3 separate regions of the Sus scrofa genome follow, and regions 2 and 3 are each linked to region 1. Evidence: chromatin contacts called from public HiChIP or PLAC-seq data. All regions are on one chromosome and are shown on one strand. The core of a region is the stretch at or near the end of the contact, and the rest is flanking DNA. Distances in the headings are between cores, read along the strand shown.

What was found. HiChIP or PLAC-seq counts read pairs in DNA pulled down with a chosen protein or histone mark.
Region 2: a contact with region 1 is called in an H3K27ac HiChIP or PLAC-seq map of alveolar macrophages. The contact joins two enhancer-like sites. A contact is called at or near these places in 1 of 47 Hi-C or Micro-C datasets (skeletal muscle) and 1 of 2 datasets of contacts at active chromatin or transcription factors (alveolar macrophages).
Region 3: an H3K27ac HiChIP or PLAC-seq map of alveolar macrophages shows a contact between it and region 1. The contact joins two enhancer-like sites. A contact is called at or near these places in 2 of 2 datasets of contacts at active chromatin or transcription factors (alveolar macrophages and skeletal muscle).

The regions. Positions count from the first base shown.
Region 1 is chr1:8,270,648-8,274,642 of Sscrofa11.1, reverse strand. No RefSeq gene overlaps it. Among named protein-coding and RNA genes, the nearest start is that of RSPH3, 29 kb to the right of the region's middle. Within about 2 kb of position 1,647, at least 15 of the 83 cell types and tissues checked have an H3K27ac peak or open chromatin away from gene starts, as enhancers often do. A contact at or near this core is called in alveolar macrophages, where this site is marked.
Region 2 is chr1:8,476,424-8,480,418 of Sscrofa11.1, reverse strand. All of the region lies in intron 9 of SYTL3 (synaptotagmin-like protein 3), which reads left to right. Among named protein-coding and RNA genes, the nearest start is that of SYTL3, 68 kb to the left of the region's middle. Within about 2 kb of position 1,853, at least 12 of the 83 cell types and tissues checked have an H3K27ac peak or open chromatin away from gene starts, as enhancers often do. A contact at or near this core is called in alveolar macrophages, where this site is marked.
Region 3 is chr1:8,445,403-8,449,397 of Sscrofa11.1, reverse strand. It overlaps EZR (ezrin), which reads right to left. Exons shown (of 14, transcript XM_013992459.2): 9 at 551-714; 10 at 217-347. Among named protein-coding and RNA genes, the nearest start is that of EZR, 44 kb to the right of the region's middle. Within about 2 kb of position 2,142, at least 12 of the 83 cell types and tissues checked have an H3K27ac peak or open chromatin away from gene starts, as enhancers often do. A contact at or near this core is called in alveolar macrophages, where this site is marked.

The DNA of each region.
Region 1 (3,995 bases), core at 398-2,897:
CTTTTTTTGTTCTTTCAGATTTTCTACATAGACAATCAGGTCATCTGTGAATAAAGACTGTTTTATTTCTTCATTGTCAAGCCATATACTTATATTCTTTTTATTGTATTAGCTAAGACTCAGTATGATATTGAAAACGAATGGTGAGAGGGGACATCCTTGCTTTGTACCTAATCTTAGTGGAAAAGCTTCTAGTTTCTCATCACGGTGTCAGCTGCAGGTATTTTTGGTAAATATTCCTTACCAAGTCGAGGAATTTCCCTCATTCCTAGTTTACTGAGAGATTTTTTTGTTTTGTTTTGTTTTTTTCCAAATCATGAATGGATGTTGACTTTTGTCAAACACTTTTCCTGCAGCTATTGATATGATCATGTGATATTTCATTTTTAGCCTATTTTTGTGATAGATTACATTAATTGAATTTGAAATGTTAAACCAAGCTGGCATTCCTGGGATCAATCCCACTGAGGCGCCCTGTGCCGAGGGGCTCTGTGTGTGTGGACTCACACCTTCAATATTTCAGCAGTTGACAACTCTGACTTAGCTTCTAACTCCTGCTTGTGTAGCTCCTCAAGGTCAGCCAGGGGTGAGAGAAGAGGGCCTTCCCAGGGCTTTCCTGGGCCTGCAAACAACCCTACAAAGCACCCTACATGTAGATTCCCAGGAACATGCTGAAGCTTTTCAAAACCCCCTATGGACATCTCATTCCTCAGATTTCCTTTTCAAGGGTTTTGGCCAGCCTCCTGCTTTCTCTGACTGGCATTTTTGCCTAGGGCAGCTGTGATATTAGAATAGTGCTGCTGATTCTTTTTTCTTTCTTTCTTTTTTTTTAAACAAAAGTCCTGGTGTTAGGACTTTCCTCACTTAGCAAGCTCTTAGTCAGATCAAATAAAGATAAGCTCTGTTAAAGGGCTTACCCAGGGAGCTGCCAGAGAGGTCAAACAGTGACAGTTTTCTGGAGATGTGGCTTTTCCAGGGAGCCCCGAGCATGTTCTGCTCCCTCCAGTGGCTGATGGGCTGCTGGTTTTCTCAGTTACCATGGTTTTGAGTCTGTTGGTTTTCAAGGCTACTGTGGAGCTGGGAAGAATGAGATGGGAATAGGCCAAGTTTAAATGCCACTCTTCTGAGATTCAGCCATTTTCCTTAAATAAATGCTCTTCACTGATGCAAGCCTCTGGTTAATTTCCAGAGTTCTGAAAATGTTATTTTTTGGATAATTTTTGCCTGTGTTCTCATTGCTTTTATGGAGGAGCTGATTTCAGAAGTCCTTACTCCACCATTCCAGAAGTGCTTCTTCCATAAGCATTAATTTTTGTACTGTGCTGTAATGTAACATGTTTCAAGACCTTCTGTGGAATATTCCATTTTTGCCCTAAACTTCTGCGCCTTGTGAACTATTTTTTCCTGCTTTTATTCTGCCTTTATTTTTCTTCTAAATGTTAGCCCACCATCTTTCTACAGCAGCTCTCTCCTTGTCAGTATACTACTTCTAACACGCTGCGGGCTTAATAATCAAACAGCGAATCCGTGTAGCAATGTTAGAATGGTTTGCATGGTCCGCTGCAAGAGGTGTGGGTCTTGTGACACTGTGACTACTCAGAAATCACTTTGGCTTCCTCTCTTCTATATTCTAAAAATGAGGTTTCCAGATATCTGAATTTAGAGGAAGTGAGCTGGTTATGTCCAGATCACACTCTTTGCTAAGTCAGATTCATCTACAGTCAGACGCCTAATTCTGGGAGACATGAGTGAAGATGGCTTTGACCAAGTAGGATTTTCAAGGAAGCAGTAACCAGGATGGAGAGTGAGAAAGCTCTGAAATTATGTCACATGAGGAATAGTGGAAAGGTGGTGATACGTCATTGGGAAAAAGAAAAACTTGGAAAAAAAGAAAAACCACTGGAGTATAGGATAGACTGATACAGTAATAAAATTATTCTGTCTCCCTCCACCATAACCATGCCACTTTGTAACAGCTTATAAGCCAAAAAGCATAAGTTATAATGGGACAGATTTTGACTTAGTCAGTATAAAAGAAATTTCTAATAATGAGAACCGCACACTATAACTCACTATGTGCCATAGCCTGAGGACCCTGTATTGGATAGAAGACTAGAGAATATGACAGCCAAGGTCATATCCTTTTCTTTTTTGCGGGGAGGTGGGGGGCGCGCACACATATATGGAAGTTTCTGGGCCAGGAACTGAATCTATGCACAGTAGCGACACGAGCCGCTGCAGTGACAACATTGGATCTTTAATCCACTGTGCCACAAGACAACTAAGGTCAGGTACTTGCAACACTATTTTAAGCATCTAAGATACAGGCTGGGGCCCACTGCCACCCCTACAGAGCTGGCCGACGACTTTAGGCAAGATAAAAAAATATCCAGTGCGAGTCTAGAGTCTCCAAGGTGTACAAAATATTTTTGAACTCTGTCTACCAAGATCTCTTTATGGTCATTAAATTACGTATGAAGTTGGAGGCAAGCTGACTTTACCTTAGGGGTTTACTGACATCTAGTGGTTAATATAAATATCAATATAATCCAAAATGTTAAAGATACGATCATTTCAAAAAATAAAAATGTTTAACAAAATTGTAATTTATAAAAATTATAAATGCATACAATAATAAAAATGTATTCACATTTCAAACTTTTCAAAAAGAATTTAAAATTCTTTTTTTTTTTTTTTTTTTTTTGTCTTTTTGCTATTTCTTGGGCCACTCCCGCGGCATAGGGAGGTTCCCAGGCTAGGGGTCAATCGGAGCTGTAGCCGCCGGCCTACGCCAGAGCCACAGCAACGCAGGATCTGAGCCGCGTCTGCAACCTACATCACAGCTCACGTTAACCCACTGAGCAAGGGCAGGGACGAACCCGCAACCTCATGGTTCCTAGTTGGATTCGTTAACCACTGCGCCACGACGGGAACTCCCTAAAATTCTTTAAATGTTGTTTTTAAACTGAAATTTCAAACTCCAGTATCTTGTTGATTTTATTTATAAGTAAACTTATAAAGCCATTACTGTACCTTTAACTTACATATTTCATTTATGCTACTTTCATGGCTTATGCAAAACAGAAAAATATCATATAAACTATCAATTTATTAAATTTTAATTTGTAAGTTGAAATCACTAAAACAATGAGGTAAATATGCTTTAATTGAAAGGGAGAATTATAGATATCAATCCAATACCATTAACACTTGTTTTTCAGGATAGTGACACCTGATTTGCAACCTTTTTTTTGGGTCTCTGACTGTGAACAAGCTTGGGGAAGGCTGGTTCTGGAACTATGGCTAAAAAAACAATAAATGCTATTTGATCTATCGGAATTAAATCTGTATTTGGGCCTCTTCATAATGCCTTTCTTTATTCTAAATAAACTGAGATAAACGGCCATAGCTATTAAGCTACAGAATATATAATAAAGCTTTCTGTGACTCCCCATTAAACAAGAGAAAAGTAGAATGTATCAAATTTTGCATAGTAAATATGAAAATTAAAATTATAGGAATTCTCACCGTGGCACAGTGGAAACAAATCCAACTCGTATCTGTGACAACGCGGGTAAGATCCCTGACCTCGCTCAGTGTGTTAAGGATCTAGCATTGCTGCAAGCTGTGGTGTAGGTTGCAGATGTGGCTCAAATCCCAAGTTGCTGTGACTGTGGTGTAGGCTGGCAGCTGTAGCTCCGATTTGACCCCTAGCCTGGGAACCTCCTGTATGCCGCGGGGCGTCCCTAAAACTGAAACAACAACAAAAAGATAAAAAACTTAGCTGCTGTGTTGCTATGGTTTAACATGATAAAAGAAAAATGAAAGTTTTCTAGGATAGAAGAAATGAGTTTCCAATGGTGAAAAACTGAAAACATTTCTACTAAGATCAGGAACAAGACAAGGATGTCCACTTTCACCACTATTATTCAACACAGTTTTGGAAATCCTAGCCACAGCAACAGGAGAAGAAAAAGAAATAAAAGGAATCTGAA
Region 2 (3,995 bases), core at 604-3,103, 210 kb before region 1:
AGATGTGGCTCAGATCTGGCGTTGCTGTGGTGTAGGCCGGCAGCTGCAGCTCCAATTGGACCCCTAGCCTGGGAACCTCCATATGCTGCGTGTGTGTCCCTAAAAAAGGAAAAAGAAAAAAGAAAAACGGGAGCCCCAGGAGATATGCACAGGGAAGTTTCAGAAACACATGGGTTGAGACAATTTCAAACTCGAGGAAGGTATGTCATTTGTTAAGGATTCTTTAACAGTCTGGAACTGTGATGTCCAATGTAGTAGCCATTCGTCACCTGTCATCAATAATCACGGATAACTTTTATGTTGACATATGTTGAAATGGTAGATTCTGGATATGTTACAGTAATAAAACTCACTATTAATTTCACCTATTTCTTTTAAAAACATGGCTACTAGAGAAGTTAAAATCACGTATTGACTCCCTTACGCTTCCGTCCGCAGCCCTGGGCTGGCTGCTCTGATTGAGCATAAAGCAGCACTGCAGCGGGAGCTCTCTCGCAGGTTCTCTGCCGCAGCCTCCAAAACGCTGTGTGTGCGTCTCTGTGCACTCTCCTGGGAAGAAGGTTCTTGTTTCCACACGGTTCTCAAGCAGGGGTGCGTGTCCACACTGGTGGAGGACTCCAGTGCAAATTCACTTCACCCAAGTCCTGGGGTGAGACCCTCCCCACCCGGCTGAGGGCCACACAGGGGTGACGCAGGGTCCCCCAGAGCTGGACGGGATTGCCCCCGGCTGGGCCCTGGCCCTCTGCCTCTCGGACACCCCGAGGTGTGGGAGTCTGGGGACCTGGGAGAGCTTGTGTTGGAGCTGGCGGAGCACCTTCCAGGTGATGTTTATACCTGAGAACAGTTCAGAAAGGTGAGAGGAGCCCTGAGGAGACCCGTCCCTGAGGGGGGAGTAAGCACGGGCGGCTCTAGAACATTCTCTCCCAGGGTCGAACCTGTGGTGGGTGCGATAGGGAGAGCGTAGGAGTGGCCTCTGGGAACTTTCCCATGGCCCATGGAAGGTTTGCTTCCACCCCAGGTAATGTTCAGGCTCCAGGGACTCCAGCCAGCGGGAGCCGATGCGAGGTTGACCCTGGAGGGTGAGACAAAACCTTCCTTCCGAGGGAGCCCAGGGGCAGCTTCCCCAAACTGCCCACTGGACTGGCCTCTAAGCTTCTCCAAGGCCAGGGCTGCGTCTTGTGTGCCCAGAAACCAACAAAGAGGCAGGGAGGCGGGCTCTGATCCACCCCACAGGGGTCCACGAGGCCCCCACCTGCCCCAGGACCCAACAGCCCCGGTCCTGGAATAGCCAGACCCTCCCCTGCGGCACCAAGCTCATTCCCTCCCTCCCCCCAAGTCTCTGCGCCAAGGTCACCTTCTCAGGAGGCTACCCCCTGCCCTGCTCTGCCTCCCCTGCCCTGCTCTCATGTCTATCTCTGTTCTTATCACCTTCTACTGCTGGATAATTGGCTTATCTGCTGCTTATTGTCATTGGTCATTCCCCAGTGCCCAGAGCAGGGCCTGCCCCTGAAATGGCACTCCATAAATATTTGTGAAAGGGTTGCTTGCATTCTCAGCAGAGCTGTTAGTGAAAGCCTGCTGCAGAGCTAGGAGCTTCACCCGCCCTCATCTTGTGGACAGATGCTATTATCCCATTTCGCAAGAGGGAACACTGAGGTTCATCGCAATTATGCAACTTGCCAAGGTCACACGGTCACTGCAGAACTCTGTTTCACCCCTCAGGGGCCCCGTGAGTCTGAGCGCAGGCTTTGTGTCCTGCCCCAGGGATTTGCTGAGCTCTAAACTGAGTAGTTCCCTGAGCCCCATCCCCCTGGTCCAGCTTTGCTCCCTCGGGGCTGATCCACACCCAGAAAAACCTCTGAGTCAGAAGGATGCTGGGGCAAAGGGAGGTGACAGTGTATTCCTCTCCCTCAGAGTGTCTCTTACCCTGGGGACTTCCTCCAAAAAAAGTGCAAATGCAGCCCGGCTCCGTCTCCACTCTTTCTAAAGGCTTCTCTGATGGAGACCCTTACATTTTTGAATTATTACACATTTACTCCTGACCTGTTCCCTTTAGACCGAAGCACTGTTGGTTTGAGGGAACTGAACTCCCACAGAGCAAATACCAGTATTGTTTCTTGCCCAAAGATGCTGCCTGCCTACTCTTCTGAGACACATCTATATTCTCTGAGAAATAGCAAGTTGGGGCTAGAAAAAGCCCTATTAAAGCTGTACCCTTTACAAAAGTAGAAGTACACATGGGCAATACATGGAAACAGTCAATCTCCCCGGGGAGTTAAATCAGGGGGAAATGAAAGCAAGTCTATTTGGGGAGGGTTTTAGCAAATTTAACACGTGACCCAGGTGGGTGCTGGGGACAGTAGGGAGCAGGGGGTGTTCTGCTGCGGTGACCTGGAGGGCAACTAGCAACCTATAGCAAAGGCTTTCAAATGCCTGTTCTCTTTAATCCAACAATTTTTTTTTTTTGTCTTTTTTTTGTCTTTTTTTCTAGGGCCGCTCTGCAGCATATGGAGGTTCTCAGACTAGGGGTCCAATCGAGCTGTAGCCGCCAGAGCCACAGCAACTTGGGATCGAGACGCACCTGCAACCCACACCACAGCTCATGGCAATGCTGGATCCTTAACCCACTAAGCAAGGGCAGGGATCGAACTCACAACCTCATGGTTTCTAGTCATGAGGGAACTCCAAATTCAACAATTTTATTACAGAAAATAGTCTTTAAAAATCAGCATGGGTTCCCGTCATGGCTCAGTGGTTAACGAATCCGGCTAGAAACCATGAGGTTGCGGGTTCGATCTCTGGCCTCGCTCAGTGGGTTAAGGATCCGGCATTGCCGTGAGCTGTGGTGTGGGTCACAGGTGCAGCTTGGATCCCACATTGCTGTGGCTGTGGCTTAGGCCAGTGGCTACAGCTCCGATTGAACCCCTAGCCTGGGAACCTCCATATGCCTCAGGAGCAGCCCTAGAAAAGGCAAAAAGACAAAAAAAAAAAATCATGAGTGTTGCCAAAAGCATGTATATGTGAACGTTGACGGTAGCATTGTTTATAATTTTAATGCAAAAAAGGAACAGGAAGTTCCTGTTGTGGCTCAGTGGTAACGAACCCCTCTAGTATCCATGAGGATGTGGGTTCGATCCCTGGCTCACAGCCTTGCAGTGAGCTGTGGCGTAGGTCGCAGAGGTGGCTCAGATCTGACATTGCTGTGGCCGTGGTGTAGGCGGCAGCTGTAGCTCTGATTCGACCCCTAGCCTGGGAACCTCCATATGCTTTGGGTGCGACCCTGAAAGACCAAAAAAAAAAAAAAAAAAAAAAATTGGAAAAAATGTCTAAAATAGGGCAACCATTAAATAAATTATGGTACATTTATTTAGGTGAATACTTTGCAACTATTAAAAATAATGTTGAAGAATATTAATGTGGAAAATATATATTGATAAACGAAGATATAATGTAACAAAATAGTGTTATAGTAGCACATATTTATAGAAACAAAACAGTTATAGACATTATAAAACAACTGAAAGTGTTACACCAAAAAGTTGACCCTGGAATAGCGGGCTTATGCTTTTTTCTTATTTTTTATTTTTTTTTTTTTTTGGTCTTACCCATGTTTTGTATATCTTCATCAACATGAAATGCTTTGTGAGAAGAAAAACCAGTTTATTTAAATTAAAAAAATAATAATAAAAGGAGTTCCCTCATGACTCAGCGGTTAAGGATCTGGTGTTGTCGCTGCTGTGATTTCAGGTCACTGCTGTGGTGGGGGTTTGGTGCCTGACCCGGGAACTTCTGCAGAGCATGGGTGTGGCCAAAAAGAAAAGGAAAACTCCAGTCATCAGGAGTTAGAAGTTGGCAGATGGAAGGGAGTTCCCATCATGGCCCAGTGGAAACGAATCCAACTAGGAACCATGAGGTTTCGGGTTTGATCCCTGGCCTTGCTTAGTGGGTTAAGGATCCGGCGTTGCTGTGAGCTGTGGGGTAGGCCAGCAGCTGTA
Region 3 (3,995 bases), core at 893-3,392, 170 kb before region 1:
CCCCACAGAACTGATGGGAACCTCACGAAGAGAATGCGCGGTAAGCATTTAGCCCGGAACCTGCACAGAGTTCTCCCCAATCCAGACAAGCACTTCATCAGGCCCCCCGCCAGGTCTCTGCTTTGGGGAGGTGTTCGACGGCAGTGTGTGTCCCTGGCCGCAAGTGCGCCCTCCCATCACAGGCCCCCCACCGGAGGGAGGCTCGGGCAGGCCCACCTCTCTCCGCCTTCCTGGTCTTCTCCTCATAGTCCTGAAGCCTGAGCATCAGCTCCTCCTTCTCGCGCATCATCTGCTCCTTCTCTCTCTCCACCGTTTCCCTCCGTTTCTTCTCCGTTTCCAACTGCTGCCTGTTTCCGGGAGGGGAAGAAGCAGCACAGGAGGCTCAGACTCTACAGGGGAGCGTGGTGTCTACGTGGCAGCCTGGTCACCCCACAGGTGGCCCTGGCCTGGAGCCAGTCCGCCACCAGCCCCACCCCCAAGGGGCAGCTGCACCCCAGTCCCTGGTTGTCCCCAGCTCAGGCGCCGCCTCTGCCCAGCCCAGCCCGCTCACCGCTCCAGCTGCTTCTGGTGCTTCTCCTCCCGGGCCTGGGCCTTCATCTGCTGCACCTCGATGGTGTCGGGCTTCCTGCGGCGCATGTACAGCTCGTGGTTCCCCATGCAGAGCTGCAGGATCCGCTTGTTGATCCGCAGGCGGGGGGCATAGAACACAAAGTCCTGCAGAGCGGAACAGGGCGGACTTGGATTCGGGCCCGGAGACACCTTTCTCTAGCTTTCTTCTTCTGAACCTGACTTCACAAAGTTCTGGATAGCTTTTCTAAGAGAACAAGCAGCAACGCGGAGGGGGCCAGTGGGGGCTTCACAGTCATCAATGACCCCAAACGAAGGGTCGCGTCCTCTCCAGGACCAGCAGGAGCAGTGTGGGCACTGTGGGTGTGCCTGTGCGCAGACACGGGAACCCCACGCGGGACCACCAAGCTTCCCCCCAGCCCAATTCCTCCACAGTGCCAGCGCCGCCTGGCCTTCCGACAAAGGTCCACCTGTCCTCTCCAGCCCCCAGCCCAACCGATTCCTGCCTCGCTCAACTCCTCCTACATGGGCTTCCCATGGCCTCTGCCTCAGCCTTTCCCCTCCCACGATGCTACCAGCACATCGATCGGGTCTTCCATGCCGGCCTCTTGGCCCCAGGACTGGGTAGAGACGCCTTGGCCGGGCGCACGTGGAAGGCCGTCCAGCCCCAACCCTGACCGACCCCTTGTCATGAACTTCGCTCCTTCATACCTGTGGGCACGTCCTCAAAGAGTCCCTCCCCTTGGAATGTCCTGTGCAATGGCAGGCACCCCAGGACATGGCACTTCCAGAGGTCCCTCGTCCTCCTCAGCTGACGTCACTGTGGTGCCCCCGCTGACTGGGTCTGCTCTCCCCACTAGACCGCTGCTCCCTCAAGAGCAGGGCCACCTCCATTCATCTCTCTGTTCTCAGGACCAAACCAATGTTCCGAGTGACAGTTCCTGCAGCACTGCCACACCGACCCCACGACCTTGGACAGATCGTTCCGCCGAGCTGAGCCTCAGCATCTTCAGTTACACAATCAATGGGCTTGTTGCGAGGATTCAATCAGAAAATGTTTACAGTAGGACTCAGAAAGGCGTGTGGCACCACGCAAGTTGGCGGGGACACAAACCCTCGCCCAGACTGCGGGCTGCCTTCCAGAACTGCTGGTAGAGCCTTCTTGAAAGGCAGAGCAGGATCGTAGCACCCAAGAGCTTAGGACTAGTGACTGCACGAGTGTGGGGCACGAGTGGCACAGGGCCTTGTGTCCTAGCTCCTGGGGGCCTGTGTGAGGAACACAGGTGACCGAAGGGGCAACGAAGCTTAGAAACTCCGGCTACAAGTTGTTCTGAAAGGTCTGCCTGCTTCCTCCTCTGAGCCGCAGGGCCCCCAGCAGCCAGACGCCCAACACTGCAACAGGGAAAGGGCGGCTGAAACAAAGAAACAGGGCTGCCCGATCCTAGGGACTGGCCCGGCAGGCTGAGCAACATGCCCAGGAAGGACCGACTTAGCGGCCCGGCCCGGCCTGTTCGTCGTCCAGAAACGCCAAGCAGAGCAATGTCAAGCCCAAGAGCCCACAGACTTCCTGGGTGGGGCCCTCCTCGGGGTTTCACGGCCTTGTTATGAAGTCATCGGGTGTCTCCCGGGGGTGTCTGCGGAGCTGGGAGGGGCAGGTCTTTTTGTTACCCACCCACCCGTCTCTGATTACACAAGAGAAAACAACCGCTTGTGGCGCACAGGAGTGCTACCCAGATGGGCTTCCTAATTATCTGCAAAGAAACTCTGATTTGTGAGAACACCTCTTCAGAAAAACGCCACTTGAAAAAAACCAAAGGTTAGAACTGCAGGCGACACCCCCCAGGGCGTCCAGCCACCTGGGACAGGGCCTGTGAGGCACCAGAGACGTGACGGCGTCCACGTCCACAGCTTCGCAGGAGGCGGGAGACACTCCTCGTGCCGCCTTGGAAGAAGGCCAGTTTCTGACTTCAGGTTAAAAACAAAAGCCACAAACTAACAATTATTTAGAGATTTCCAAACCCGTGTCTCCAGGCCACAGCTCCCGACAAGGCCGGGGCAGGCTGTCTAACCGGCAGCGACGGAGTTCTGAAACCCGAAACGAGGCACGAGGGCAGCTCCAGGAAAGTGACCCGCGTCCCCAGGAGACAGGAGGGAGAGCCCGGGCCCGCCAGGCCCAGCAGGGTGACCCCTCCCATGGTTCCCAGGCTACTGGATGGCTCGCTGCCTTTCCCCGAGGCAGGAGCAAGAGGTGCTTTCGGAGGGGAAGCGGCTGCCCCAGCCCTGCTCAGAGCCACTGGCAGGCCCTGAAGTCCATCACAAGAGTCCAGACATGGCCCCAGGGAGTTCCCGCGCTGGTGCAGCAGGTTAAGGGTCGGCATTGTCACTGCAGTAGCTCGGGTTGCTGCTGTGGTGCGGGTTTGATCCCTGGCCAGGGACCTTCCACTGGTCAGAGGTGTGGGAGGAAAAAAAAGGCAGGCGGGGGGAGGGGGCAGGCTCAGCCAGGGTCTGGCCAAGACCACCCTCCGCTCGGGCATCACTGGGTGGCGACTTGGACCATGGAAACTTGGAAATCTGATTTCTAGGGCCGCCGGTGCAAAGTCTGAGGCCAGGTACAACAACCTGGCACGGCATCTCAAACCAGCCCCAGTCCGGGGTGCAGAGCAGAGCACCCCTCACCCATCCGAAGCGGTCACCCAGCCCTGGCCTGTCTCCGCCGGCTGAGCTGGTATGAGACGCAGCTGCACCGCTCAATTCCCCGCCAGAAAAAGAGCACTGGGCCTGTCTTCACCCATCTCTTCACGGGGAGGGCGCACATCCCAGCACTGCGCCCCCTGCAACCTGCAATGCTTCTCTCTCCCCTTTCCCCCTGTAAGCAATGGCTTCACCGAGGCCAGTTTACAGAAACGGTACACTCAGCCTGCGCAAGCATAGGCGTCACAGGTGCCTCTGCTTGGCGTTTGTGATCACAAAAATTCTCCAGCTTTCTGAAAGCTAAACTTAAGCCATGTTTGAAAAAATAAAATCCTCACAAACTTAATTCCTAAACAATCTACCCAGAATTCCCGCTTCTGTCAGTCAAATTTCTAAAAAAACATTCCGAACCATCAGTAACATCTGGTGAACAGACTGCGGATCTCCTGGCACTCCTGACTGCCTGTGACCCGGCTACACGGGGACCCGCGGTTCACGGTGCCGCATGCAAATGCGACCGGTTACCACGGAGCTGGAGAGTCTGCATTAAATGCTTTATTTAAAATAACTGCGCAACTACCCATGGGGCAGGAGGCCAGACTCTGCCAACAGCAGGGAAGGTTTTCAGCAAAGACGCTACTTTTACACACAGCCTCCAGACCCGTGCTGCTCCCACACAGCGAGCTAACGTCAGCCCTGCGTGGGAGCAGCAGCGGGGACGGCAAGGCCCCATGCTG